2 separate regions of the Pan troglodytes genome follow, and region 2 is linked to region 1. Evidence: chromatin contacts called from public Hi-C data. All regions are on one chromosome and are shown on one strand. Each heading gives the region's core, a stretch centred on a gene start, on an enhancer-like site or on the middle of the called end of the contact. The rest is flanking DNA. Distances are from core to core; before and after follow the strand shown. Region 1 holds the start of SPRED2 (sprouty related EVH1 domain containing 2). Region 2 holds the start of ACTR2 (actin related protein 2).

Region 1 (6,298 bases), core at 1,537-4,036:
AAGGCAGACTGGAGCAATGGGTATCCAATGAAAAAAATCATGACCTTGACCATTGCCCTTCACATGTCAGAAATGCATTTGTGAAGAACTGGCCATTTTTATGTTAAGAAATTAAGTTGAAATCTGGTATTCATGAGAAGACGAAAACTTGCTTCATCCTTTAATTTTTAAAATGACTACCTATTGTTGAAAAACTGTTGGAAAAAAAATACGTTTTAAAACTTACTCAGCTTTGGACCTCGCTGAGGCTTCCAAGGGGTTCTGGAACTAGAGAATGGCTACAGTGACCAGCATTCGCTTTTCTCGAGACCCTCAAGGGTTCTCAGGGCTCATCTTAAAGTGGGGGATGAGAGGGGAGAGGGGATGTGTGCTGCCTCCCTGGGAGGGCAGAAACCAGCTCCTCTGAATGAAACAGCACTTTCCACAGAGACAGCGGCCTAGGGTGTGAGGGCGAGCAAGCCGCAGTCGAAAGCCCCTTTGCATAATCCATTCTTAAATTGACTGAGGCTTGTACAGTTGTAAACTGAAACTCCAGAGGCAAACCCTGAGCGGTTACATTTTCTCGAAAAGAATGTTTCCCAGCCTGTCAATTATTTCCTGCTCTCCGTCCCTCCCCAACGCGCGCACACACCCAACTTTTAGTAGCCAGCTGCCTTGACATTGAGTCTCTCTCCTACCTGAAGTGGAGCACCTCAGGAAGCAGCGAGGCTGCCGTTTCATTCATAATACATGAACTCAGGGGAGGAGGGAGGCGGGGGCAGGGGCCTTTCATCTCTGCTATTTAAAATCCCGGCATTGCAGCTGAAAGGGAAAACGACCTGGGAGTGAACGGCACCGGGGATGAAGCATTGCACGATAACGGCACAACCGAGCGCGTCAGCGGCCCGCCCGCCGGCTATTTATACCGCGCGGATTATGCAATCGGGCTCCAGCCATTCATGCCCCTACTGGGCCGCCGCACGCCCGGGGCGGGGGGGCCTCATTCCCGGGCGCCGGGTCAGTTTCTAAGTTTGCATCATCCCCTGCATTACGAGAGAGTTTGGGTTTCCATTCCTGCCAGCGGGGCTTGGGGGAGACAGCTGGGCTACAAACTCACTTGGCACACACGACTGCTTACTTAAACATCATAATAAAGGCACCAGATCGCCCGAGGCGCGGCCCGGCCGCGCGCAGGGTTGAGCTCGGGGAGACCGGAAGGAACTGATAACCGAGCGCTAATGACACCCCCTCCCTCCGCGTCGGAAGTGTCCTCGGAGCGCCGGTCATTGAGAAATACCGAAGGGGCAGAGTGGGGGTGAAGCGAGGACAGGCCCGGGCGCAGCTGCGCGCGCCTCGCGGGGCGGGGAGCGGGGGCGCCGCGGCAGCGGGGGGCTTCTGCAGGCTGGGCCGCGGCGGGGCGGTGCGAACCTTTGGGCCCCGTGGAGTCCTCCCTAAATCACCCCCTCCCCGCCCCTGGGAAGGGGGAGGGCGAGTGATTGCTCAGATCCCACCCCCGCCCCTGGGGAAATCTACACTGCCGGCCCTACCGGACGAGAGGGGGGAGAAGGACACGAACGAGAGAGCGGATTGCAGAGGAGGCTAAAATGTCCGCTTCTCCTGGCGCCCGAGCCAGGCGGGAGGGGTGGGGGCCGCGGACGGCTTCCCAGTGAAACAGGACCTGCGGGGCTACTGAGCATGCCCGTCCCCGGCCGCGGAGGGTCGCTCCGGCTCCGCGCTCCGGGCTTTCCGGGCAGCCCGCGGGAAGGGCCGGGGTGGGGGTGCTCCCTCGCCCAGGACTCGGAACTGAGAAGCCTGTAGGTGGGGGACCTGCTGGGGGCCCCGCTGGGTTTGCGTGAAGTTGTGAGCAGATCGATATTACTTTTGAAGCTTTACGATCCTACTCTGACTGAGCACTATTGATTTGATCGTGTTCAGAGATTCCCGCAGCCCCCTGTTCTGCCGGTTGTGGGGAGAGACAGGGATGTGGGTCCTTAGCTCTTTCAGCAGTGACATCAATTAAAGCCCTAAATCTGTGATATCCCCTATTCCAGCAACAATCCAATGGACTTTGATAACACCTTGATGTTCAGATCAACAGACATATCTGAGTTATTCGCCCAATGTCCTCATTTATTCTATGGAGCTGCAGGAGTCAGACTTGCCTCAACCACAGTAATTGATGGGGAGGACCAAGAAGTGACCTGCTAGTAATGTTTCCATCAAAAGGCCCCTTTTGGGTGTTGAACAAGACAGAAGAGAACTGGCAGGCTTCATTTAAAGGAACATGAAGGACAGAGTGGAGGGGGGCATTTGGTAAACCAGCTGGCCAGAGAGAGGAAAGGGCTATCAGGAATCTGTATAGCCCATTTAAGATTCCCAGCAACCCTATGTTGTGGGTACTATTCCGACCCAACAGACACTGAACCCAAGGCTCAGTGGACCTAAGGGCCTGCCTGAGATAGCCCAGCTGGAGTATGGTACCAGGTGATCCCAGTGGGGACTTGGGGACTTCTGGACCTCAGAATATTTATCATTGTTCCCCTGGCAACCTGGTCCATAGGCTGGGCCAGTCGTTCACTGCTATTAAGCAGAGAGCTGGCTGAGTGAGTGGTGATGACACCAATTTAACCTGCTCATAGAGCTGGCCTACCTGCAGAAATTAATCACCTCACCTGCCACCTTGCCATTTGTGTACCTTGAAACTGGAGGGTGGAGCCCAAGAGATGCCCACAGGGTGGATAATTTTGACATGGGTAAGTGCCTGTGTTCTGGGAAGTTCAGGAATAACAGGGTGGGATCTCTTTCAGCACTCCAAGGTAGAAGAGCAACCATGGCCAAAGGTGAGACTTGGGTAGATTCCTTAGCCATCTGGGGATTTGGAAGACAATGAGATCTTGCCTTTGCTTAGTACTTTCTCAGGAACTCTCAATGGCCTCAAAAACTGATAAAGACAAGCTTGGCCTTGTTATTCCTGTTTTATAAAGAAACTCACTCGGGGTCTCAGGACTGCTAGGAGAAAACCAGAACCAAGCTGTTCCATCCCCTGGTTCATGCCCTCCCCACCACCACACATCACCAGCGTGAACCCCACTCCATGTCTACAGAGATCATGGCTGTGATAAGCACAAAGCCTGGAGTAAACCACCAGTTTATCCCTGACTCAAGGTGAAACTTTTTGGAGCATTTGTGGCTCTTATATGCATGTAAATTTTAGGAATACTAAATTTGAGGCATTTATTTATTTATTTAGAGACAAAGTTTTGCTCTTGTTGCCCAGGCTGGAGTGCAATGGTGCAATCTCGGCACACTGCAGCCTCCTCCTCCTGGGTTCAAACAATTCTCCTGCCTCGGCCTTCTGAGTAGCTGGGATTATGGGCGCCCACTACCACACCCAACTAATTTTTATATTTTTAGTAGAGACAGGGTTTTGCCATGTTGGCCAGGCTGGTCTCAAACGCCTGACCTCAGGTGATCTGCCCACCTCAGCCTCCCAAAGTGCTGGGATTACAGGCATGAGCCACTGCGCCCAGCCTGAGGCAAATATTTAATCTCTTAACCTGTTCAGTGGTTGCTATTTAGTTAACATCGTATCTGGATTGTCCCATGGACATTCAAGAGGATGGAAAAGTCTACTGTGTTTGGAGAGCAGCAAGGGATAGGGACTATGTCTCTTGTTTCTTTTTCTTTCTTTCTTTCTTCTTCTTCTTTTTTTTTTTTTTTTTTTTTTTTTTTTTGAGATGGAGTTTTGCTCTTGTTGCCCAGGCTGGGGTGCAGTGGCACAATCTTGGCTCACCGCCACCTTCACCTCCTGGGTTCAAGCGATTCACCTGCCTCAGCTCCCGAGTAGCTGAGATTACAGGCACGCGCCACCACGCCCGGCTAATTCTGTATTTTTAGTACAGACGATGTTTCACCATGTTGGTCAGGCTGGTCTCGAACTCCCGACCTCAGGTGATCTGCCCGCCTCGGCCTTCCAAAGTGCTGGGATTACAGGCGTGTGCCACCGCGCCCGGCCGGGGCTGCTTCTTAACGCGAGAAATTCCATAATTTCTACGGAAATGCAAACGTTTCTGGGCTGTGCTGGGTTGACCTTTTTCTTTGCATGAGTAATGATTCTTAAAAACATCCGTTCCTTGGCCGGGCGCGGTGGCCCATGCCTATAATCCCAGCACTTTGGGATGCCGAGGCAGGCGGATCACGAGGTCAAGAAATCGAGACCATCCTGGCCAACATGGTGAAACCCCCTCCCTACTAAAAATACAAAAATTAGCTGGGCGTGGTGGCGCGCGCCTGTAGTCCCAGCTACTCGGGAGGCTGAGGCAGGAGAATCACTTGAACCCAGGAGGTGGAGGTTGCAGTGAGCCTAGATCGCGCCACTGCACTCCAGCCTGAGGACAGAGCGAGACTCCATCTCAAAACAAAACAAAACAAAAATCCATTCCTCTATTGAGACAAAAAAGAAAAAAAATCACAAGATTCACGTGAAACGGAAAAGCCTCTGCCTTTCAGAACCTTGGCAAAGTCGAACCCCCTCCCCTCTCTGGTTGGGTTGGGCTGGAGAAGCCAGCCCCTGGCACCTGCGCCGCCCCTACCTTCCCACCCCGCGGTGGGTGTAGTTGTGCCTCTGAGCCTGAGCACCTCTTCAGCTGTTTTACTCCCTCCCCTCCCTTGAGTTTCCCATCTCCGCCCCCGCCCAACCCCCCGATTTTTAATCTCGGTGTTTGGAAGGAGGGAGGGGGCAAAAACGGGAGCCAGATGTGTACGAGTCCTCCGCTCCCGCCTCCTCCCTCCTCTCGGGCTTCCTAAAACCCGGAGCCCTAATCAAGGAGGATTCGGAGCCAGACGGTCGCGGCGCAAGCAAACAACTCGGCTCCGCGGCTCCCCCGGGAGTGGAAGCCAGGAGGGAGGGGGAGAGGAAGCGGGGCGTGCTCAGTAGGCGGGACAAAGTTTTTTTTTTTCTTCTCCCTTTTTTTTCGGTCGCAAGTAGGAAGCTTTTTGCACTCCACCACCTCTGGCCGCTGGGAAGACGTCATCGCTTCCGCCCTACTTCCTCCTCCTGTTGGCGGCGGTGAGAATCCAATATGGAGTAAATCGGTGGAGTCGAGAGATGGGGCTCGGACGGGGCGCCCTGCACCGCCTCCCAGGCGCACCTCCCCCGGCCGCCGACCGCTCCCCGGAACCGTGATTGGCCCGGCCCCCCGGGGGCGACCCCGGACTGAGCCCCCCCACCCGCGGCCGGCGCTCTCCTCCTCCTCGCAGCAGTCCCTGCCGCTCCGAGGCGCGCTTGTTTTTCTCCTGCTCTCCCACACCGCCGTCCCCTTCCCAAATCTCGCCCCCTCTGCCCGCTCCCGAGCCCCCGGAGCCTCCGCCCGCCTCTCCCCACGGCGCTGCGGCGTTCACTCCCCGCGCAGCCTGCCTTTGCACCCCTTCCCCCAAACCTTATCCCGCGCCCTGCTTCCCCTTCTGCTGCGGCGCCCCCTTCATCTCTAGCCGCCCCCCCTCCCCAAATCAGGCGATCTCCGGAGATGTGAAGAAGGGGGGCGAGCGGACAGGAACATGAAGGGAGCAAAGCTGCCCGCCGCGGGACAGGCGTCTAGGTGAACAAGAAAATGACCGAAGAAACACACCCAGACGAGTAAGTTTGGTCGCGGGGTGGGACGAGGGTGCCCCGCAGGGGCAGCGTGGGGGCCGGGGCTGAGGATGCGGGCGGGGACGCTTATTGGGTGAACTTGGCGTGGGGTGCAGCGACTCGCTGACCTGTCGGGGTTGGGACGCGAGGCTTCCCTGCTTGTTGAAGTGAGGAGAGGGCAAAAACTGCTGCGGGCTGGCGGGCGCACGCCTAGGGTCGGCGGGCTGGTGGCAGCTCCGGGGGCCAAGGGCGTGCGGGTGACCTCCGGGCGGTCTCCGCTCCCTCTCGGAGGACTTACAGCTCCCCCGCCCCCGAAATCCTCGGCGGCTAGAGCGGAAGACCTGACACCCCCACTCCGGCTTCCCGGGGCTGGTGGGTTTTTGCACAGTGACTTTGTGACTCCCGCCGCCCCGCGAGCCCTGCAGTCCGCTCCGGAGCCCACTGGGGCCTAGGCTCCGCCATTTCGTTTTCTTGAATCGCTCTCATTTGCATACCACATTTTCATTCATAAAAAACACGGCGGAGCGAGAGGAGGACAGGCGCGGGCTGCGCGGGGGTCTGGTGCGCCAGGGTCCCCGCGCGGGCCGGCGTGCTGGAGCCGCCCGAGGGGCCCCGCGGCGCGTGAGTGCCTGTGCACGCGCTTGTGGCCGGCACACGCGTCCTGCGGAGTCGGGCGGCTCGGGGCGGACC
Region 2 (5,953 bases), core at 2,449-4,948, 220 kb after region 1:
CCTAAAAGAATTCATTAAAATATAACTGGCTTGACTTTCTAAAAAGAGTATCTGACACAATCACAAAACAAAAAATTTTAAATTCAATTTTTAAAGTTTTTTATTTATTTAGAGGCCAATTTGAAACTATAGTGGAAATCAGGCTAATACTTTTTTAAAAAGCACATTTAACTGAATTTTAGCCGCACATGTAACATGCGTTTATGGTTAATTTAGTTTAAATATAGTTTAATAATACTTGCTTTGTTCAAATAAAGAACATTTTTCCAATAATTCAGAAAGGTCATGAAGTCCTCTCCATCTTCCCTCACTCCCTTATCCTCTGTCTCATAGGTAACCATTATGAACATTTCTTATGTATCCCTCCAAAACTTTCATATGCAGATACAAGTTTGTGGACATACATCTTTAATAAGGAACACACACTTAAACTGAATCATTCTAAAACCTTTTTCAACTTAAAATCTTAGACGTTTCCATAGCAGTGGGTCTGCCTTTTAAAAAATATTACATTCTTAAAAACCGTCACATTAATATGTTTTGTTTTTCTTTCTTTTTTTTTTTTTTTTGAGACGGAGTCTTGCTCTGTCGCCCAGGCTGGAGTGGTGCGATCTCGGCTCACTGCAACCTCCGCCTACCGGGTTCAAGCGATTCTCCTGCCTCAGCCTACCGAGTAGCTGGGATTACAGACGCCCACCACCATGCCCGGCTAATTTTTGTATTTTTAGTAGAGACGGGGTTTCACTATGTTGGCCAGCCTGGTCTCGAACTCCTGACTTCAGGTGATCTGCCCGCCTAGACCTCCCAAAGTGCTGGGATTACAGGCATGAGCCACCGCGCCTGGCCTCATTGTACGTTAACACTCTTTTTACTCTAGTCCATTTTTAACACAGTTCAGATGAAGCTACCATAATTATTGCTTGTAAAATTGTGTAACAAATCTAATCAAGGGCAGTATTATGGCAGTAAATACCAGCTCTTTTCCCCCTCAACAATTCAGATTCCAAAGTGTTTTGTTCAAGTAAAATGTACTTTAATTCATACATCATATTTATGGGAGGGAGGGGAGAAAAGTCACAAAATGTTGCAACATCAAAATGGTTAGAAATCACTATAGAAGTCATCCAGAATAAATAATATTTCCATCTTCTAATTTGCTGACTTTGCTACCCAAAATACATTTTTTTTTAATCTGGCAAGAGGGAGGTCTGAATGAAACAATTTTTTTTTTTTATAATTGAGACGGAGTTTCACTCTTGTCGCCCAGGCTGGAGTGCAGTGGCGCAATCTTGGCTCACTGCAACCTCCGCTTCCTGGCTTCAAGCGATTCTCCTGCCTCAGCCTCCCAAGTAGCTGGGATTACAGGCAAGCACCACCACGGCAGGCTAATTTTTGTATTTTTAGTAGAGACCGGGGTTTCACCACGTTGGCTGGGCTGGTCTCGAACTCCTAACCTCTGGTGATCTGCCCGCCTGGGCCTCCCAAAGTGCTGGGATTACAGAAACAATTTTCAAATAGTTTCTAAATCAGTGCTTTAGTCAGATTTTACAATTTTTGAATCTTAAAAGCTAACATTACCTGTATACTGAAACGAAGGGGAAAAAAGGGGTTGGGGGTGGGATAATCAACACTAACTTCCCCTAAGGCTAGTGGAATTAACACTTGAGTCTTGCGGCATCCTAGGTCACCCAAAACCACTCAATGGAACATGCTGGTCTCCGTGGGCCTGCTCCTGGGCCAAATACTAGTATGTAAAACAAAAAGTGAACGATGCGCTGCCGATCTGGACCCCTTCCCTCGAAAAAACTAATAAAAAGCCCAACAAACACAGCGAAAGGGCTGAGGTCCACACTCCATGACAGCACTTCCCTTTTTTTTTTTTTTTTTTTTTTAAAGTAAACCTGCTTCCTGCTTCTCGTTTGGTGTATCTTCAACTATACAGGAAGAGGAAGGCCTCTAGGTCTTTCTCCTTTTTACAAACCGGTGGCCCTGGGGAAAAGAGCCCTTCTCGGAACACACAAACCGAGCCTTTTACCCCTCCGTCCGCTTTAGCCCAATTGCCCCCGCATAAGCGCGGAGCAGTTCCCTGCCGGGCGGTCAGTAGGCTCCGTGTCCAGTGCCGGTCTCGCCCGCCGCCCCGACCCGGAAGGGTGAGGGGGTGGCAGGCTAAATGTGTGGCAGGCTCAAGGGAGACCAGAGAACGGCCGGCTCGCTCCCACGCCCGCGGAGGTGGGAGGCACCGCCCCGCGCCCCTTCGCCCCGAGGGCCCGGAGGTGCAGCCCTGGGGGCCGAGGGCCCGTGCGCCAGCTGCTCGTCCCCGCCGGCGTCTGTGGCCGCCAAGGCCTCCTCGCGCGGCCCTTACCCCGGTGCCGTTGTCGCACACCACCACCTTCCTGCCCTGGCTGTCCATCGTCCGCCCAGGGAAGAGCCGCTGCAGCCGCACAACCTACAGCCACCGCCGCCCGGACGTTTTCTTTTCTTCCTCCTGCGTCTTCCCGGCCCCTCCTTCGGCCCAACTTTTTTCCCCCGACCGGAAGCTGCCGCCAGGCTCCGCCCGTCATTTAGCTGAATGCCTGCACGAAAAGGGTGGGACGGGCAGGCAGCGCGACTGGCAGCGGTGAGCTCCAATAAAAGATGGAGGAGCGTCGAGGCCCCTCCCGCAGCTCCGCTTCCGGCTCGGCTGTCACGGTCGCTGCCCACCCGGGTTCTTCGCCGCTTCTAGTTCCGGGCGCTTTGCCGGGCCTTAATGGCGGCCAACATCGCCGGTGCTGCGGCTTTCTCCCTAAAGTGTCACAGGAGCTAAGGGCGCCGCTTAACGAACTGCAGAAGACGCAGGCAGGTGAAGGACACCGGTTCTGCTGCGGCAGTGGAATGTGGCGGAGAAGCTGGCGGGTAGGGCGGGGAGCAAGCCTGGAGGTCCTGGCGGACCCCACCATTCGACAGGGCTTGGTGTGTTATTGCTTCTAGGCCTTTTCAGCGGACAGAACTGGGATGGATACACACATGCTTATTTGAAATCATGCGTTTGTTCCATACTCCAATGTCAGCCCACCCGTTCTTTGCCCAAGTTGCTCTATGGTCAAGTGAGCGAGAGCAGGTGCCTGCATTTCCAGCCTCGTGGCTCACCGCCTCCTTCTTCCAGTAGTCCCATGTTGCTTCACACCTCTTAAGTACATGTACTTCTGTGAACCCAGAGCCTTGGCTTTGAAATCAGACAACCCCAGTTTCAAACGTGGCGCTGCCACTCACGAGTTTTGTGATTTTGGCATACCCCTGTCTGCATGGGGATAATAACTTCTATCTCCATAGGTGTGGTGAGGATAAAAGTCTATGCATAGAGGAAATGTTCATTCAGTGGTAGCTATTTCTAATTCTGTTCTTCTGGACCTATGATTCTATCTACGATGCCTCATTTTTTTTCCTTTTTAATCAATTGGCAAACTTGTGCTCTGAGACCCAGCTTGTTACATCTCTGATGACAGCTGATATCCTCAGGATATTCCGTACTTCCTTTCTCCCTATTACTTTACTATGAATATATGAATAACATTGTGCTTATTGCATGCAACAAATATTTATTAGATGAATGACATTAAAATTCACCTTTAAAATGCCATTCTTTATGAGAGGTGAGAAATAGAACTTTTCCTTCGACATGGCTGTACATGTTCAACAACTAGAATAAAACAGTCATCATGAACCCTCAATCCAGTATTCTTTTTATAATATAGCTGCCTGTCAGTTTTCACTGTTCTTTTATTAGACCAGTGATTTTCAAACCTTTTTAAAGGCATACAGTGCTTTATTCAAATTTAATCTTATATGGAACCCTCAACACATAAATATTAAGATAAAAATAAAGCTGCCATTGTTGCAATTAGAAGTTTGAGGGGTTAGAATAGGTAGGAAGTCTCGGAGGAACATTTCTTCGTTTTACCTGCTTTAACAGTCAGAGAAGTACCTCAGCCAGCAGAAAAACTTATTTGTTCATGAATTCCTTGAGTATAGAGTCCGTATCTTATTTTTGTGGCCTCCAATGCTAGTGCTGTGCAGTTTTCTTGAAAGTGCATTTTATTGGTCTCAGCAAATTGAACTCAAGCATTTCTGTGTTCTTTTACTTTTCCTCTTTGTGGAATTAAGGGGATTGCTAATTTGTATTTTTAAAGAAAGAGCATTATTCCGGGCGCGGTGGCTCACGCCTGTAATCCCAGCACTTGGGGAGGCCAAGGAGGGCAAATCATCTGAGATCAGGAGTTCAAGACAAGGCTGGCCAACATGGCAAAACCCCGTCTCTACTAAAAATACAAAAATTAGCTGGGCGTGTTGGCACGCGCCTGTAATCCCAGCCGCTCAGGAAGCTGAGGCAGGAGAATCGCTTGAACCCGGGAAGCAGAGGTTGCAGTGACAGAGATCGTGCCACTGCACTCCAGCCTGGTGAGAGCAAGACTCCATCTCAAAAAAAAAAAAAAAAAAATTGGCAAGTTTGGCCCTAAAATTTATATGAAATGAAAAGGAACCAGAATAAAAGGATTTTGAAACAGAAAAAGATGGAGAACTTCCACTACCTGAATTCAAAACTTATTATAAAGCTACAGTAATGAAGACTGTAATACTGGCATAGAGGCAGATATATCGATCAATGGAATCAAATAGTCCACAAACCTTTACATTATGGTCAATTGATTTTCAACAATGGTGCTAAAACAATCCATGGGGAAAGGGTAATCTTTTCAATGAATGATGTGGGAGGGAAAAAAAAGAACTTTGATTCTTACCTCACATCACACATAAAAATTGATTTAAGTGGATCATAGACCTAAATATAAAAGCTAAAACTATAAATTTCAGAAGAAAAAGAGGAAAATCTTTTGATATTAAGTTAAGCAAAGTTTGCTTAGATATGACGCTAAAATCGTGATCTATAAAAGAAAAAATTGATAGTTGACATAATAGAAATTTAAAGCTTTTAGTTCATGTATTGAAACAAAAAATCTAGACTGGGACAATGGCTCACATCTGTAATCCCAGCACTTTGGGAGACCAAGGTGGGTGGATCGCTTGAGCTCAGGAGTTCAAGACCAGCCTAGGCCAGATGGTGAAACCCCATCTCTATAAAAAATACAAAAATTAGCTGTGCATATAGTCCCAGCTACTTGGGAGGCAGAGGTGGGAAGATGGTTTGAGCCCAGGAGGCAGAATTTGCAGTGAGCTGAGATTGCGCTACTACGCTACAGCCTGGGTGACAGAGCCAGACCCTATCTAAAAAAAAAAAAAGAAGAAGAAGAAAAAAAAAACAAAAACAAAAAATCTTGGTCTGTCTTAGGCAACAAGCAATTTAAAAAAAAAGTAGAAAATAAAGCAAAAGGGCCAGGCGCAGTGGCTCACGCCTATAATTCCAGCACTTTGGGAGACTGAGGTGAGTGGATCACCTGAGGTCAGGAGTTTGAGACCAGCCTCACCAACATGGTGAAACCCCATCTCTACTAAATACAAAAATTAGCTGGGCGTGGTGGCGGGCACCTGCAATCCCAGCTACTTGGGAGGCTGAGGCAGGGGAATTGCTTAAATCCAGGAGGCAAAGGTTGCAGTGAGCCGAAATCATGCCACTGCACTCCAGCCTGGGCAACAGAGCATAACTCCATCTCAAAAAAAAGAAAAAGAAAAGCCATGAACTAGAAGAAAATATTTGAATAGATATTTTACCAAAGAAGATTTATGAATGGCAAATAAGTACATAAAAAGATATTCATCATCATTAATCATTGGAGAAATGCACATTGAAAGCATAATAAGATAACACTTAATATCCACTAGAATGGCTATAATCAGAAAAATAGAAAACAAGTTTTGGCGGGGCTAGGTGGCTCACACCTGTAATCCCAACACTTTGGGAAGCCAAGGCGAGTGGCTCACTTCAGGTCAGGAGTTTGAGACCAGCCTGACCAACATGGTG

What was found. A called contact is a pair of places that touch in the nucleus more often than the background predicts.
Region 2: a contact with region 1 is called in a Hi-C map of stem cell-derived neural progenitor cells, with 4 times the contacts expected there. The contact joins the promoter of ACTR2 here to the promoter of SPRED2 in region 1. A contact is called at or near these places in 1 of 7 Hi-C or Micro-C datasets (stem cell-derived neural progenitor cells) and 1 of 1 datasets of contacts at active chromatin or transcription factors (stem cell-derived excitatory neurons).

The regions. Positions count from the first base shown.
Region 1 is chr12:57,281,235-57,287,532 of NHGRI_mPanTro3-v2.0_pri, forward strand. It overlaps SPRED2 (sprouty related EVH1 domain containing 2), which reads left to right and starts at 2,787. Exons shown (of 7, transcript XM_063789766.1): 1 at 2,787-2,819; 2 at 4,967-5,614. The coding sequence starts at 5,589. It overlaps LOC104004996 (a long non-coding RNA gene), which reads right to left and starts at 1,640. Exons shown (of 7, transcript XR_010149417.1): 1 at 1,527-1,640.
Region 2 is chr12:57,496,925-57,502,877 of NHGRI_mPanTro3-v2.0_pri, forward strand. ACTR2 (actin related protein 2) reads right to left here and starts at 3,699. Exons shown (of 9, transcript XM_016948644.4): 1 at 2,363-3,699. The coding sequence starts at 2,410.